Regions from separate parts of the Rattus norvegicus genome. Here region 1 is linked to region 2. Evidence: chromatin contacts called from public Hi-C data. All regions are on one chromosome and are shown on one strand. Each heading gives the region's core, a stretch centred on a gene start, on an enhancer-like site or on the middle of the called end of the contact. The rest is flanking DNA. Distances are from core to core; before and after follow the strand shown.

The links. Hi-C and Micro-C count contacts between places; a contact is called where the count stands out from the background.
Region 1: a Hi-C map of prefrontal cortex shows a contact between it and region 2, with 2.0 times the contacts expected there. The contact joins the promoter of Gabbr2 here to the enhancer-like site in region 2. A contact is called at or near these places in 1 of 12 Hi-C or Micro-C datasets (prefrontal cortex) and 1 of 1 datasets of contacts at active chromatin or transcription factors (oligodendrocytes).

What each region holds. Positions count from the first base shown.
Region 1 is chr5:66,082,334-66,085,033 of GRCr8, reverse strand. It overlaps Gabbr2 (gamma-aminobutyric acid type B receptor subunit 2), which reads left to right and starts at 1,339. Exons shown (of 19, transcript NM_031802.2): 1 at 1,339-1,806. The coding sequence starts at 1,489.
Region 2 is chr5:65,811,869-65,814,568 of GRCr8, reverse strand. All of the region lies in intron 11 of Gabbr2 (gamma-aminobutyric acid type B receptor subunit 2), which reads left to right. Among named protein-coding and RNA genes, the nearest start is that of Tbc1d2, 86 kb to the right of the region's middle. Within about 2 kb of position 1,383, at least 26 of the 93 cell types and tissues checked have an H3K27ac peak or open chromatin away from gene starts, as enhancers often do. A contact at or near this core is called in prefrontal cortex, where this site is marked.

The DNA of each region.
Region 1 (2,700 bases), core at 90-2,589, 270 kb before region 2:
GGAGCGGATCTAGAGTGACTGAGAGCACCGTGCCCTCTGTGCCCTTCTTTCTGAGGGGCTTTCCAACACCAGGGGTGCAGAAAAGTCCTTTGTGGCTGTGCATTCTGATTCCCCTGTGTTAGCTGTATATTATCGACCTACTGTCCAGCATTCTCCTGTAAAGCAGGAATGATAGACCCAATGTACTAAGTTCATACGTCTGTTTTGGGGATACATCAGATATGTCAGGTAGCAAGCAGTCAGTGAAGGTTAAACTCCCACCCTTGTTACAAGGTCGTGCTTATGGTCCACAATGCTTGGATGGGCTGTTTTATAATGTAATGTACCCTTGCATTAATCAGGCGTTGGAATTTTGTACATTAGTGCTCATGCCAGGGTTCATGGGGAGGCACAGAGGGGTCACTCAGGTTCATCTTGCCAGGACTACTTTGACTGGGGTTATCCACTGTGCTTATGTCACCTGGGAGACAACCAGCCAAGTCCAGGGTTGTGATGTGCTTCTTGGGACTGAAGATAGAGTTCCCACCCAGGGGAGAATTTTAAGGCGGGGCCCTCTGGGACTGGGGACACTGAGAGGTCAAATGACTGAAGGGGGCGGTAGTACTCTTAGGTCTGGGATCCCAGTCCTGGCCTGGGTTGGCAAAGGACTCCAGGCTAGATCAAGGGTTCCAGGGGCTGCGGTAGCTGGCACAGGAGAGCGCAGGCTCCCGGTGCCCCAGGACACCTTTGTGGAACGTCCGTTCCCTCGACTCACCCGCCCAGACCTAAGAGAAGCAGTACCCAACCACCTTGCAGGTGCTACAGGAAGCGCAGGGCGAGGCGCCCGCGTCCCCCGCGCGTAGCAGCTCCGGGGCCCGATTCCCTAGACCGTGGTGCTCTGGAGCTTAGGTTCCCGCCGGGGTCAGCCGGCCACAGCAGCCGGCGCCGCGCGGCGCCCCGGGCGCGAGTGTGCGTGTGCCGGGAGCACGGCCCTCCCCGCGGCCGCCGCAGCGCCGGCGCCTCCCCCTCCCCCGGCGCGCACGGCCCGTCCCTGTCCCCGGAGGCGGCCCGAACCGCCGCTCAGCAGCCTTGCTTTCGCCTCCCGAGCCTCCCGCCGCTCTCCCTCCCCTGGCCGGGCTCCAGGGTCCGCCGGCCCGCGGCTCGGAGCAGGAAAGAGCTGCGATCGCGCACGGAGGCGGGAGGAGGCGGCCGGGTGCGGGGCGGCCGCGCTGGAGAGAGGCGCGCGGAGACTCGGCCCCCTCGGCGCTCGCTCGCTCGCTGGCTCCCCGCCTCCCGCACTCCGCTGGCTCCCACCCCTTCCCGGCGTGATTGATCCGTCACGGGCGCCGCCACCGCCGCGGCCGTTCTGAGCGAGCAGAAGCCGGAGCCGAGCCGGGGCCCGTGCCGGCGCCATTGCGCGGGAGCCGCGGGCAAAGCTCGGCGCCGGGCGGCGGGCCGGGCCAGGCCATGCGGGCCGAGTGAGCTGGCGCCCGCAGCCCGCGGCGCGGCATGGCTTCCCCGCCGAGCTCCGGGCAGCCCCGGCCGCCGCCGCCGCCGCCGCCGCCCGCGCGCCTGCTGCTGCCCCTGCTGCTGTCGCTGCTGCTGTGGTTGGCGCCCGGGGCCTGGGGCTGGACGCGGGGCGCCCCCCGGCCGCCGCCCAGCAGCCCGCCGCTCTCCATCATGGGCCTCATGCCGCTCACCAAGGAGGTGGCCAAGGGCAGCATCGGGCGCGGCGTGCTCCCCGCCGTGGAGCTAGCCATCGAGCAGATCCGCAACGAGTCACTCCTGCGCCCCTACTTCCTGGACCTGCGACTCTATGACACCGAGGTAAGTGTCCAGTCGCCCATGCCGTCGGGGCTGGGGGTGTCTAGGAGGGACAGAGCCGTAATTGTCTGATCCTCGCTGACTGATCGCGAACTGTGACCATCAGGGTCCCACTGGGCTTGGCTGGTGCAGGTGGGACCCTGATTTGTGAGCACCTTTTCTACCTCTGGGAGTATGTGTGCGTGGGTGTGGAATGGGGTCTTCTTTGACCAGAGGAGGAGTAGAGATGGGAAAGGTTGAACCCCCAGAGGCCTGTGATGGTTGCCCCTGTCCTGGTGCCGCTCCTAGGGTTATGGGGGTGCCAAGTGTGAGGAACAAGCACATTGACTACAAACTGGGCCAGCCACAGCTGGACAGGCTATGGGGCCTATTCCCAGACCCTAAAAAAATACAAGACGCCCTTTTAGGGCCAGAGGGCTCCAGGACCCTAGGCGGGGCAAGCTCCGGGCAGGACAGGTCCTGTGGTGCGCTTCTGCAGCTCAGGGCTTGCGCGCCACGGTCAGCCTTGGAGCCGGGAGGGCTCTGCAGCGCTGCTGCCTAGATCTGTCCAGCTCGAGCAGTTTTGGGAGACTCCCCTTCCCCCTCTCCCCGCCTTGGGTTAGTTGCTCATAGAGTGGCTTGACAGATCTAGCCCGGGACGTGTTGTGGTGTCCGGTCGCGCTGCCACTTTTGTTGGGCAGCTGCTGGCACAGTTGAGCAGGTGCACACTTGAGGCATCCCAGTGGTGGGAGCCTAGACTTGGAGTGTAGCAGAGGTTTCCCCTCCGACCTCCTCTTTTGAGCAAAGCTGGAGAACCAGACCTTTCCATCCCAAATCTTTGTCTCACACCTTCTTGTCTAAGTTCCCAAGAAGACTCAGCTTAGACCCTGACTGTTCAGTCTGAGGTTAGGACGAAGA
Region 2 (2,700 bases), core at 134-2,633:
TTGAAACTCAGCCTCATTTTTGTCCTCTGTAAAATGGGCATAACAGCCCTATCTCACAGGGTAGGGAGAGATGTGAATTAAATGAGATAGTGGAATGACAAAGTGGTAGAGACAAGGAAAACATCACAGCATGTCACTTTTGTTACCAAACCTGGGGTCACAGTCTACACCCAGAAAAGTCAAGTTCAGCCATCTGCCCTCAAGAACCTAGTTTTAAAACAGCCAAATAGTAAAAAGCAGGAGAAGGAGGTTTAGTCAATGTGGCCACATTAGAAAGAGGGACATTAAGATCCAGTAACAGGTGTGAGCTTGTGAGCCTGTCGTCACCAGGGTCCTGAGGGAGGATTAATCTAGGGACTGGGGTGATGGGACAACTGCTAAGAGAGAGGCTGCTCTTGCAGAGCTCCCAGGTTTGATTCGCAATTCCCACACTGGTGGCTTACACCCACCTGTTCTCCAGCTCCAGAAGACCCAGTGGCCTTTGCAGGCCTCCGTGGGCACCTGCACACTCGTGGCACACACGCACACATACACGCACACGTATATGCACATGCACACACACACACACACACACACACACACACACACACAAAATAAGCCTTTCCTTAAAAGGCTAAATGCAGGCCAAGCCGTGGTGCCTCATGTCCTTAATCCCAGCACTTGGGAGGCAGAGGCAGATGAATCTCTGTGAGTTGGAGGCCAGTCTGGTCTACAGAGTGAATTCCAGGACAGCCAGGGCTACACAGAGAAACCTTGTCTCAAGCAACCAAGAGGGCCAAGAGTGTGGCACATCTGAGCGGTCCTAATTGAGGTGCAGCCCATCCCGCCACTGACCCACCACAGCCTCATCCTCAGAGGAAGTCTTTCTTAGGACTCTGTCCAGAAGACTAGTTCTCTGAGGACTTTTCCTTCTCCCAGCATGAGTTCCTGGGAAATTCTCATTTCCTGGGGCCAATTGTTTCAATAGTTTCATAGTCAGAATGATGGACATGGCTATCTCTTTAGAATATCCCCATTTCTACCATGCTGGTTGCAACCTGGTCTCCAGGTCAGCCACACCCTCCAAGCCAGGAGATGAGGTGGGCACCCAAGACGGCCTCCATCATGAACAGCTTACTGGTTTACGATGTCACTCTGTTCTGTCTCCCCACACATAGCCCTCCGCTATCTGCTTAGAAAGGCCATTAGAGTCCACGCAGGGGCACACATGGACTTGCATGTACACACGCCACACCGCCGTTGTTACTGCTGGGGAAGCAACCGCACTCAACCCCATCCCCCACCCTCGATCCTTTCTGGAACCTTCCCAGTCTTCAGTGCCAGCTTCAGCAAGTCCTGCAAGCAGCTCCAGCTCCGTGGTAGTGCCGTCTCCCTGGACACTGTCAGAAGTAGAGTCACCATAGCAACACGGCCCCTGTGGGCACAGAGCCGCTGGGAAGGATGCTGGGTGTGGGCAAAGCCCTGGTGCTGGGGGAAGGGAATAGGGACTCACAGATGACAAGTCCACCTGGCTCAGGGACTCTAACCCCCCCCCCCCCCCCCGGCAGCTAGAACAGGAGCCGGACAGGTGACAAGAGAAACTACGCTGACAGTCCCGTGAAGTCTGGGCAGGAACCTCAGCCAGGGCACGGGAAACCAGGGAGCACTCCACAGAGAGAGATGCACAGAGAGGACCCAGGGGCTTGGTGGACAACAAGGCCCACAGAGCCTGCCATGCTCCTGACTCAGCAGCACTGCTGGGGGCGGGGGAGGGGGGAGAGCCAGCCAGGAGCTCTGTGAAGCACCCCCACAAGTCCAGTCCACCCCAGAATTCAACACCATCCACATCTCCTTACCCAGGTTTAGCCTTTCCTTCCAACCCTGAGGAAGGCCACCAAAAGGTGGTAACCTTCTCCCTCCCCTGGGGGCAAGACAGAGCCTGCCCAGCAATGCTAAGCTAGGGTAAGGCTTCAAACGCCAGATTACAAGGATGCCTGCCATGAGTCGTCTTCTCCTTTAAAACAAAAACAAAAACAGAACAAACAAAAAACCCTAAGCATATCTTTTTGATTTAGTACATTGATTTATTACAAGAAGGGAGCATGCGTATGTGCAAAGCACGCATGTGGGGATCAGAAGACATTGCAGGGACCCACTCTTTCCTACCATGTGGGTTTCAGGGTCCAAGCTCAGCTGTCAGGCTTTCAGAGACACCGAGCTGTCAACTGGCTTTTACCAGGACAAACAGGTCAACAGGCCAACCGAATTCTGTCTGCCGGTCAAGTATCCCAGCCAAACATTTGCCCATTTGGATTGTTTAAAAAAAAAAATCAAGATGCCACAAAATTTACCCCTTCTGGAGTATACTTAAGTGACTTTATTCATTTTTAACATGTCCCTAGAGAGAGGCCTTTGGCAGGTGTCTGCATCCAAACCCCCACAACATGGCTTCCGAGCTGTGTGACTTTGCCTTAGCTACTAACACCTCTGAACCTTACAGTTCATTCACTCTTCTGTAAAAGTGGAGCTATCCTAGGACTCGAAGGGTTAAATGAGACTGTGTATTAAAGCTCCAAGTCCCTAGAATGAATGAATGAATGAATGAGTGGATCACTTATGAACGAATGATGGACTGTTAGGATAATGGTGGTCACTTCTAGAAGGATAGCAAGGAGGCAGAGTGAGCAGCTGAAGAGCTGGGAACCCGGGTGGGTGCTGGTA